Regions from separate parts of the Mus musculus genome. Here region 2 is linked to region 1. The links are chromatin contacts, called in public Hi-C maps. All regions are on one chromosome and are shown on one strand. Each heading gives the region's core, a stretch centred on a gene start, on an enhancer-like site or on the middle of the called end of the contact. The rest is flanking DNA. Distances are from core to core; before and after follow the strand shown.

Region 1 (4,403 bases), core at 815-3,314:
GATGGTGGCGATGATGGTGATGGTGGTGTTGTCGGTGGTGGAGGTAGAGACAGCGGTGGTGGTAGAGGTGATGTTGATGTTGGCAGAGGTGGTAGTAATAGTGATGGTGATAGAGGCTGAGGTAATGTTAGTGGTGGTATTGAGGAGAGAATGAGGCCCTCACACATGTCAGATGGGCCCTCTGTGATACCAAGATAGACCTAGATTGGGGAATAATCTTGGAGCTAAAGTTTAACAATTTCCTGGAAATGGAACAGGTAGTGTTTGTTTAAAAGTATGATTTTGGGAGGCATATCTAAGGATTCTAAGTTTTGATGGGACCCAGGAAAAGGCTACTTTCCAAGAGGACAACTGGATAAGTAACAATTCATGCAAGAATTAAGCAGTTACTTAACCTGCTGATAGTTCCCAGGCTTTGGACTGGAGTGGGAAGGGAGAAGGTTGAAGGCCTGGTTTGCAATTAGGACTAAAACTTAAGGTACATTTGGGCCACCCTATCTACTCTCAGCTCTTTCCTCATCATCTCAGGATGCTGATTCTCTGATGCTATGGTTCAAACCTTGGTAATGAAATAGCATTGATCTAGTTTGATTTTTACTGTATCAGCACCAAGCAGATGAGGGGGTGAAGAGAAGAACGTTATAAGGTAACACAGGCAAGTGACTTGTCACAAGTGGAACTGTCTATCATGTGTTATAGAATCTGTTGCAACTTTCATTTGTAAACATTGTGACTAAGGCTGGTATTCATCCTATGAAGGCAACTGTAAGGCTGACTCTTTGCTTTGCAGGGGATATCTGTTTACATGTAACCATTCTTAACCATTTACTTTGGAATGATCTATGAAACAGAACCCTAAAACACACTAGACAAATCCCACATTAGAAAAATTCTTCCCTGCAAACTAGTTTTCCTTTTAGAATGTAATACAATCAACAACTGGCCAACAAAATATGCAAGTCACATCCATGTTAAACTTTCTAGTATATACATTAAAAAATGAAAATAAGTTGTAATAATGTTTTAAATAGGCAGATAATATCAACATATAATCAACATACCTATTTTTTAAATTTATAACATTTTAAAAACCTGGTCCATATATGTCAACTTGGCCACTAAACATCCAACTGTACAGTGAAATGTAGTCCTACTGAAGCTTCTATTTAATGGAAATCCTATCCTACTCATGTATAAATTTAGATTCATAACAATGATATAAAACATTTTTACAATGAGTTAAATAGACATATGTGGCCAGTGGCTACTATTTGAACAACTTTGAACCTACTTTAGGAGTTTGCTTGTACCTCTAGAGCAGACTCCAGACTCAGGGACTTCGGTTGAGGTTTATTTTTGTTTGATACACCACTTGGTTAACACTTGTGCTTTTAATATTTTAAAAGTTTCTTTTCGAGTATTCGTTAAACATTACTAACGTTTGCTTGTGAATAAATTCTCTGGGCAAAACCAAACAACTTTACAGAAGTAGGTAAATGTGCTGTTAATTTGGAATTAGAAAAATAAGCTGAGGATACAGTGGCTGAATCACTTTTGGCCACTGCTTTGTATGGCTGTCCTTTAGCTTGACGACAGATTTAACTTCTGCATATTAGGGTTAGCGATTTTCACCTTCCTGACAAGCAAACTTCAGAGTTTGCACTTCTCGAGAGTATACAGAGGTCTTTCACAAAAGCAGGCGGTAGTCGCTGAACTTGCACCGGCAGAGATTTAGCTAAAGCCCTTTTCTATTTTCAGCCAGACCAACTGCGGGTCAATTCAAGTTTCTGCAGAGTGAAAAACGCCGAAATACAAAACAGAGAAGCGGAAGGCTAGATCTTTGCCAGGTACCAGTCCAAGACTACACCCCGGAGACTACGCCCACCGAAACTCCACAGGGGCAATTGTTTTTTGTGGCGGCGGCAGCCGGTCCCAGCAAGTCACAGAGCACAACAGGGAGACTCCACTGCCTTCTAAGCCCTGAGCGACGTGGCCCCGCCCAGCCCGGACCATGGGGGCGTGACCATTAGGGGAGGGGCGTGGCCAGCCTTGGGGCGAGGCGGGGCGAGCGCGGAGGCGGAAGTTCCCCACCGGCTTGAGAGGGACGGCGCAGGCACCGCGAGCCACTTGTCAGCGCTGGTCTGAGGCGGAGGGTGCGCCGCGCCGGTCAGGAGGTGAGTGGCCGCGGGAGGCGGAGGAGCACGTCCTGGTCCGCGAGGGAACAGGAGGAGAAGCGGGTGACGGGGTGCGGCGCGTGGAGGGGCGCGGGACGAGAGGAGGACGGGGCGAGCGTGTCCCCGGGAGCCGCTGCTCCTCAGGTGCTCCCGGTGCGCGCCGAGGTGTGAGAAGCGCCCGGGGCAGGGCGGCGCGCGGCGGGACTGAGCGCCCGGAGCCGGGGCTCTCGGGGACCGGCGCTCCGGAGAGCCGGGCGCACCAGGGGGCGCCCGCCGAGCCGGAGGGCAGGCGGCGAAGGGCAGCACCTCGGCCTGGGGCGCGCCAGCCCCCAGGGAAGCTCCGGCGAGCCGAGAGTGTGCGCCTGCACGGGAAAGCGGCGCAGTTTTGTTTGCTGGCTCCCAGGCTACGGAGAAGCGTGTATTTCCCCCTCCCTGAAATATGTGCAGTTGTGTAACCTGTGAGGGTTACACGTCGGTGCGTCCAGAAGGAAAGCCCACTTAGATCAGTCGCGGTCGCCAGTTTTTATGAAACTGGTGTATACTTGGGGCTTGGGTCAGACTGAGCTTCAGCCCCGTTTGACAATGAGTGGAAAGAGGAAGGGCGTATGGACTGGGCAGAACTTGGAAAGAAAATTCGTGACTGGGCTGGGCAGGTCTAGGGTGTGATCGCCAGATCCTATCCCAGGTCCGCCTTCTTGACCCGAGGACGTCTGAACCCGCCTGCTACGGAAACTGCTAGCTGGGGAACCTTATTTGGCCAACAGGGCTAGGCGTGAACCCAAGCTGGGAAACGTCTCATCCCTCAGCCTTAGTGCTTTAGTCCTCCCACCATTCTATCTCAGGAAGGGGAGAAAGAATCTCTAGGTTGTCTTAATTGAAGGGCTCCTCACTTGTAGGTCTCTCCCGGTTACGCACACCAAGGAAACTCGCACACAAGTGTGGGAAACCACTTTTAGCCTCCCTCACTAGCAGTAGATGGAAGGTATTATTTATGCTGTCCCTAAAAGAAAATCCAAAGCTCTACAGAAATTCCAACGTTTTTACATGTTTGAAAGCAGAATAAGCTGTTATTTCCTGCCTGCTTGGTTGGTATTTTAGCATTTGGGCACTAATAACCACATGGGGGAGACTTGGAAAAAGCCAATAAAAATATTGCCGTTGCTTAAGGATCAGAATATTTTCAGACAAATGAATTCCAAGCGAAGCTAGCAGAAAGGGAATTTAGAGAAGAGACCGGTGTTGTGGTTTGGCTGACTTGGCTAGTGCTAGAAATGTTAATAACAAATCGGAGAAATCAGGAAGGGAGTCCCTAAGAAAAGGGAAGTGACATGGATGTGGGATGACACACAAGTACAATACATTCTCTCCTAGGGAAAAATGGAGCCAGAGTACCGTTAGCGTAACTTTCACATTCTTCCCTTGGCACAGTTAAAGATTAAAAAAGGAGAGTGGCCTGTGGACTGTCAGTGGGTTTACTGATTTCTTTGTCCCGTGTGGCACTATCAAGACTGCCTCTACTGGCCTTCAGGAGATCCTCTAGCGCCACGGCAGTGGTGTGTGGCTTGTTATTAGCTCGCTACCATTTGGTTCTCACCTGCCATTTGGCTTCCTCTGGGTCTTTTTGTATAGCCACTGCTTACTACTGCGGTACCAAAGATATGTTACTAAACGGTAGGTTAGTACTATTATGCCGTCTTAAAAGCTTTGCAGTGTACATATTCCCGAAACTAATTTTTCTGTAGGAACTAGATTTCCTTTGAAGTGTTGCCTCACTTTCCCTTCTTGAGAAGAAGGCATTCATTTGCATTCTCCTCAGTGGTACATGTGCTGCTGAACTTGACAACTTGACGTGTCAGGATCGACGTTGGAGTAGATGATTTAAAAGATGAAGTCTGATTTTTCGTCTTTTAAATCAGCTGCTTTAATACACTATATATGCTATATATATTTCTCAGAGAACTATATATAAGCTGAGAATTAGACCCAAGACCTCGTGAATGCTACACAGACTCTCTACCACTGAGATATATTTCTATCTCTAAAGCTTTGTTTTGACAAGTGTCTTTAAAGTATTACAGTGATGTACCTGCCATATTTTTAGATGGAAGTACTATATATCCTTAATATTCTTTTTAAAGAGAGAACAATGTTCACTATTCCCAATGCCTCCTAATTACAAGTAGGACACTCAAGTCAATTTGAGCTTTTAAAAGCTACTCACTGGACCAC
Region 2 (4,403 bases), core at 1,365-3,864, 150 kb after region 1:
TAGGTCTGGTCCAGTGCTGTGATTCATAGAGCCCAATTCTTTAGTGGTCTGAATTAACCCTAAGACATACTTAAGAACATCTAGGAAACAGAGTGTCCCAGGTATTAGATGTCTGCCACCCTCCCCTCCCAGAGGAACTCATCAGCTATTTGGGATTAGGGTTATGCTCCAGGGGCCTTCAGTTTTAATCCAAGCCTGCACAGCACTCACATTTGAGCAGAGTGCAGTCTGCAGCTGAACTGACTTGTTTTGAAAGCTGAATAACCTCTAAGGACCCTGGCCTCAAGGCCGTTCAGTTTGTGGGATGTTTCCTAATGAAGAACTCAACCTAGCGTTGCAACAATGTTGGAATGTGTCCTAGAGGCCATATAGAATGTAATGTAAACCCCAAGGTCCTATTGTACTCCACAGTATAATTTTTATGACTTGTACATTCAGATACCTAGCTAGTGGAAAAGCTTAGAACACTTAGGATATTTTGTTCAGCTTTGAGAATGTAGCTTCTTGATGTATCTTTGTTAAAGTACTTGCCAAATATATACTGAGAAAAATTAATGAAATAACTTGTGTAGTGAGACTGTTTATAAAGCAGTTATAAATGGGGTGGGGGATAGCTTACTAGAGGTAATAGATATATTTACAGTAGGTGACACAATGCCACCATTTCTTTTTCTTTTAGAAAGAGTTAATCAATGCCTTCCTTGTTAGTCATGGCAAAACTATTCATGAACTACAACCCTGCCTGCCCTTAAGCTTTAGTAATAATACACTACTTACATCTAATATAGCAAAGTCACATGAACAAAAATACCATCAAACTCTTAATAAACAGGTTAAGAAAAAGTAAAACTAAAAAATACTCCACATGCTTCACAGAAAAAAGTTTCATTTCCATCAGGGTTTTCTGCTGCCTGACTTTCGCAGAACTGAGAGCTAAATCTGAGTAATGCTAGTGTTTTTGTTAAGAAGCTTAGTGTGTGGATTTGGATATGGTGGCACCAGACTGTTGTTTGTGGGGAGCAGTTACCAAAACAAACAGAGAGAGTTTTTTCTTTGTGTGTGTGTGTGTGTGTGTGTGTGTGTGTGTGTGTGTGTTGTATAGAGTGCGCGTGAGTACATGAGTGCATGTACCCATGAGTGCGTATGCAGAGGCCAGAGAAAGGCACTGCATGCGCTAAACCAATCTCTGCTTTATTGCCTTGAGACCCGATCTCTCATTGGACCAGAAGCTCCTGTCTCTGACATGCCGTGGTGCTCTGAGGTTCCCTCTTTGCAGCCCTAGATGTGGTGTCACGGGCACATGCAGCCATGCCCTGTGAGATCGCTATTAAATAGCAGATTTGTGTTGTCACAGGTTAGAAGCTGTTCTGCATGATGCTTTTCCCCATGACGTACTGTTGGGAGTTGGCCTAGAAGTCCAGTGCTACATGATTGCCAATAATTGTCTATGGTCATTCTGTGATGCCAGTTTGCAGTAGTCAAATTGAAAGCAGAGTCTCAGTTGACTAGAACACTGGGAAATAGAAGCATCAGCCCCTAGCTCAGTCAGTAATTTTTTGATGTTTGCCGTATCTTTTAAATACTCTGTGGCCTTGCCACTCCATCTGTTGAACTGAGTTATAATAATTGCCCTGGTGTATCTCACAAGAATGTTGTATGAACAAATTAGATAAGTGTAAAAGTGCCTTGGAGGTAAAGCCATTCGATGAATGTGATGTAGCTACCAAAAAGTGTGTTACAGAGGCTAGTCTGCTTCATCTCCAAAGGCTTCTAACTAGATAAGGCTTCAAAATGGGTTCCTCTTAAGTAAACAAAACATGCCTTATCATTTCATGACTGTAGTACTTAGGGGGAAAGATCTCTATACAAACATTTGTTACCTTGATAAAAAAATATACACATTAAAATCAGTCATAGCTGCGCATGGTGACATTTATACCTATAATCCCAAGCATTTGGTAGACTGAGGCAGGAGGATAATGAATTTGAAGCTACCTAGGGCAATTAATTAATTTTCAGGCCAGCTTAGGATACAAAATAAGCTCTTGTCACCTATCCCGCCCCCAAAATCTGTCCCATTTAGAGAAGGGGAAGGAGAGATTGGTAGACATTAGGTATAAATCTTGAATTATGCAAGCTAAAAATGATTTCTATAGAACAGCATGCGTGTATAGTAGCATTGGCATGCATAGTTGAATACAGTTTGAGGGTAGATCTCATGTTAAATGTTCTTAATGCAATGAATTTTAAATTAGTCATATTGGAATGAAATAAAACCCTTCCAACTGGCATCAAACAACTGATAATGAACAGCTCAGTTTCTGTGGTCAATTAGAAGGTGAATTTGAAATATTTAATAAAGTTGTGAAATAAGTATATTGCATCGTATGTAAGGAGGAAAGACTGACTCTTCTCAGGAAATCATTATTTTTAAGGATCTAACATTGCCAAATTGAAATTTTTATTTCCATTTTCCTTGTGTCTTATAACGTGTTGTTGTGATGGCCTCTTCTTTATCCCAGTCAGCATTTTCCTGTGAGTCATAGTGACACAGACAGTGAGAAGGACTCACTGCAACTCAGTCAGACAGGCCCTGAGTGCCACCACATTCAGTCCTATGCAGTCAACAGTACCACCACATTAGGTCCTAAGAAGGAAATGGAGCAGACAGCTAACTAGACATGTGTGAAAGGGTTCCTCCCAGGGCAACACCAGAAGCTTTCATACGCCAGTCAAACTGGTCTCTTTCTTTTTGGCAGGGGACCTTTTCTTGTGGCTCTGGGGAAGTCCTGGCATCCAGAAGAATTTAACTGTGCTCATTGCAAAAACACAATGGCCTACATAGGCTTTGTAGAGGAGAAGGGAGCACTGTACTGTGAGCTATGCTATGAGAAGTTCTTTGCTCCTGAATGTGGCCGGTGCCAAAGGAAGATCCTTGGAGTGAGTATTTAAAACTACTTCTTTCTTTTTAGTACCTCTTAAAGCCATGTAGATCTTGTAATAAAACCTTTTCATTATTTTTACTTTTTTCTTCTTGCTTTATCAGCCCTCTTTGTTTCCATTAGTAGTGTTTATTATTGAAAAAACTAAACAAAACTAAACAGACCTCTAACGAAATATATCAGACTCATGGGGTTAGTTGTCTTTGGTTTTGTCTTACTGAGTGCTGGCTTGTCTGCTGAAAGTCTACCTCTATGGGAAAAATAATTGACTGTGGGTGTGCTACCTCAGCAGGACCATGTTTGCTCAGGAATAAAGAGGTCACTCAGGACCACACACATGAGCTCTCAGAACCAACACCTTTGCTGGCTTAAATTAAATTCCATAGTTTTTATAAGAGTAGCTTTCCCTACTTGTCAGAGTTCAAGCACAGGCCACTGATCTCATGAAATATACAAAATATGTTAAATGTGAACCTTATAATATTTTTATTTGAATGAATATAATGTTTAAAGTGTGACTTCAGTTATAGAAGTGAAAATGTGATAGGAAAAGCATTTCATGCTGTACTTTCCTTGGTAAAAGAACTTAATAAATAATGATGTATAAATGTATGTAATTAATGTATGTAATAAATAAATAATGATAAATAATGTATACAGTATTGCTTCCTTAATGCAATGGAGTTGAGATTTGTTTTAGTTTTTAAATACGTCCCCCTCCTCCATGGCATTTTCAAGATAATACCATGCATATTTTTTGAGTTAATGCATCCTGCATGTAACATCCAGTTATCAATGACATCGTAAGAGTCAGGCACCTACTGTAGGTAGTAGTGGGAATTTGATTTTTACAAGAAACCAATGTTCTTGGCTTTAATTCTACCTACTCCTCTTAATATGGAGTATAATAATGAAACTCTAGAAAAATGTGATTTACTGAGGACATGCTTAAGTAGGTCTGAAACTTTAAAGATAGCTTCACTTGTAAGACTGACCTATTTCTATGGTATCATTTTATACTCTGTTGGTCATAAAGTAGTATAGTGGCTAGCTGTTTCTTCATAAATGCTTACAGATAATCAGTAAATGATATGTTCATATACCATGTTAGTGAATAAAAACATTCTTTGTATCAGAATAATTAATAAAAGTCTGTAATAGTTAAAAGCCATAAGACTCTAGGAGGAGAAAGAAAAAAATTCCTATGGTATTAAGGATTCTTTGGAAATTATTTTTTAATTGCTTTACCTCTTCTCGACTCAAAGGAACAATTCTTGGAAAGCTAACACCCCCAAACCTCTTAATGATTAAAATGCCCCCCAAATCTTGCATCTTGGAGTATTTAGCCAGAAGGCCATTGTGGACTATAACCCTTGCTTTTGTGATGCGCATGTTACTCAGTGGAGGAAGCGAGTAGTATAGTCATGGCTGAGTCCCAAAGCTAAACACTCAATGAGCTGA

What was found. A called contact is a pair of places that touch in the nucleus more often than the background predicts.
Region 2: a Hi-C map of muscle stem cells shows a contact between it and region 1, with 2.7 times the contacts expected there. The contact joins the enhancer-like site here to the promoter of Pdlim5 in region 1. A contact is called at or near these places in 1 of 39 promoter capture datasets (liver), 1 of 484 Hi-C or Micro-C datasets (muscle stem cells), 1 of 115 datasets of contacts at active chromatin or transcription factors (memory CD8 T cells) and 3 of 9 other capture datasets (adipose tissue, liver and pancreatic islet).

The regions. Positions count from the first base shown.
Region 1 is chr3:142,393,357-142,397,759 of GRCm38.p6, reverse strand. Pdlim5 (PDZ and LIM domain 5) reads left to right here and starts at 2,064. Exons shown (of 13, transcript NM_019808.3): 1 at 2,064-2,174.
Region 2 is chr3:142,247,867-142,252,269 of GRCm38.p6, reverse strand. It overlaps Pdlim5 (PDZ and LIM domain 5), which reads left to right. Exons shown (of 13, transcript NM_019808.3): 10 at 2,760-2,940. Among named protein-coding and RNA genes, the nearest start is that of Bmpr1b, 81 kb to the right of the region's middle. Within about 2 kb of position 2,614, at least 27 of the 459 cell types and tissues checked have an H3K27ac peak or open chromatin away from gene starts, as enhancers often do. A contact at or near this core is called in memory CD8 T cells and muscle stem cells, where this site is marked.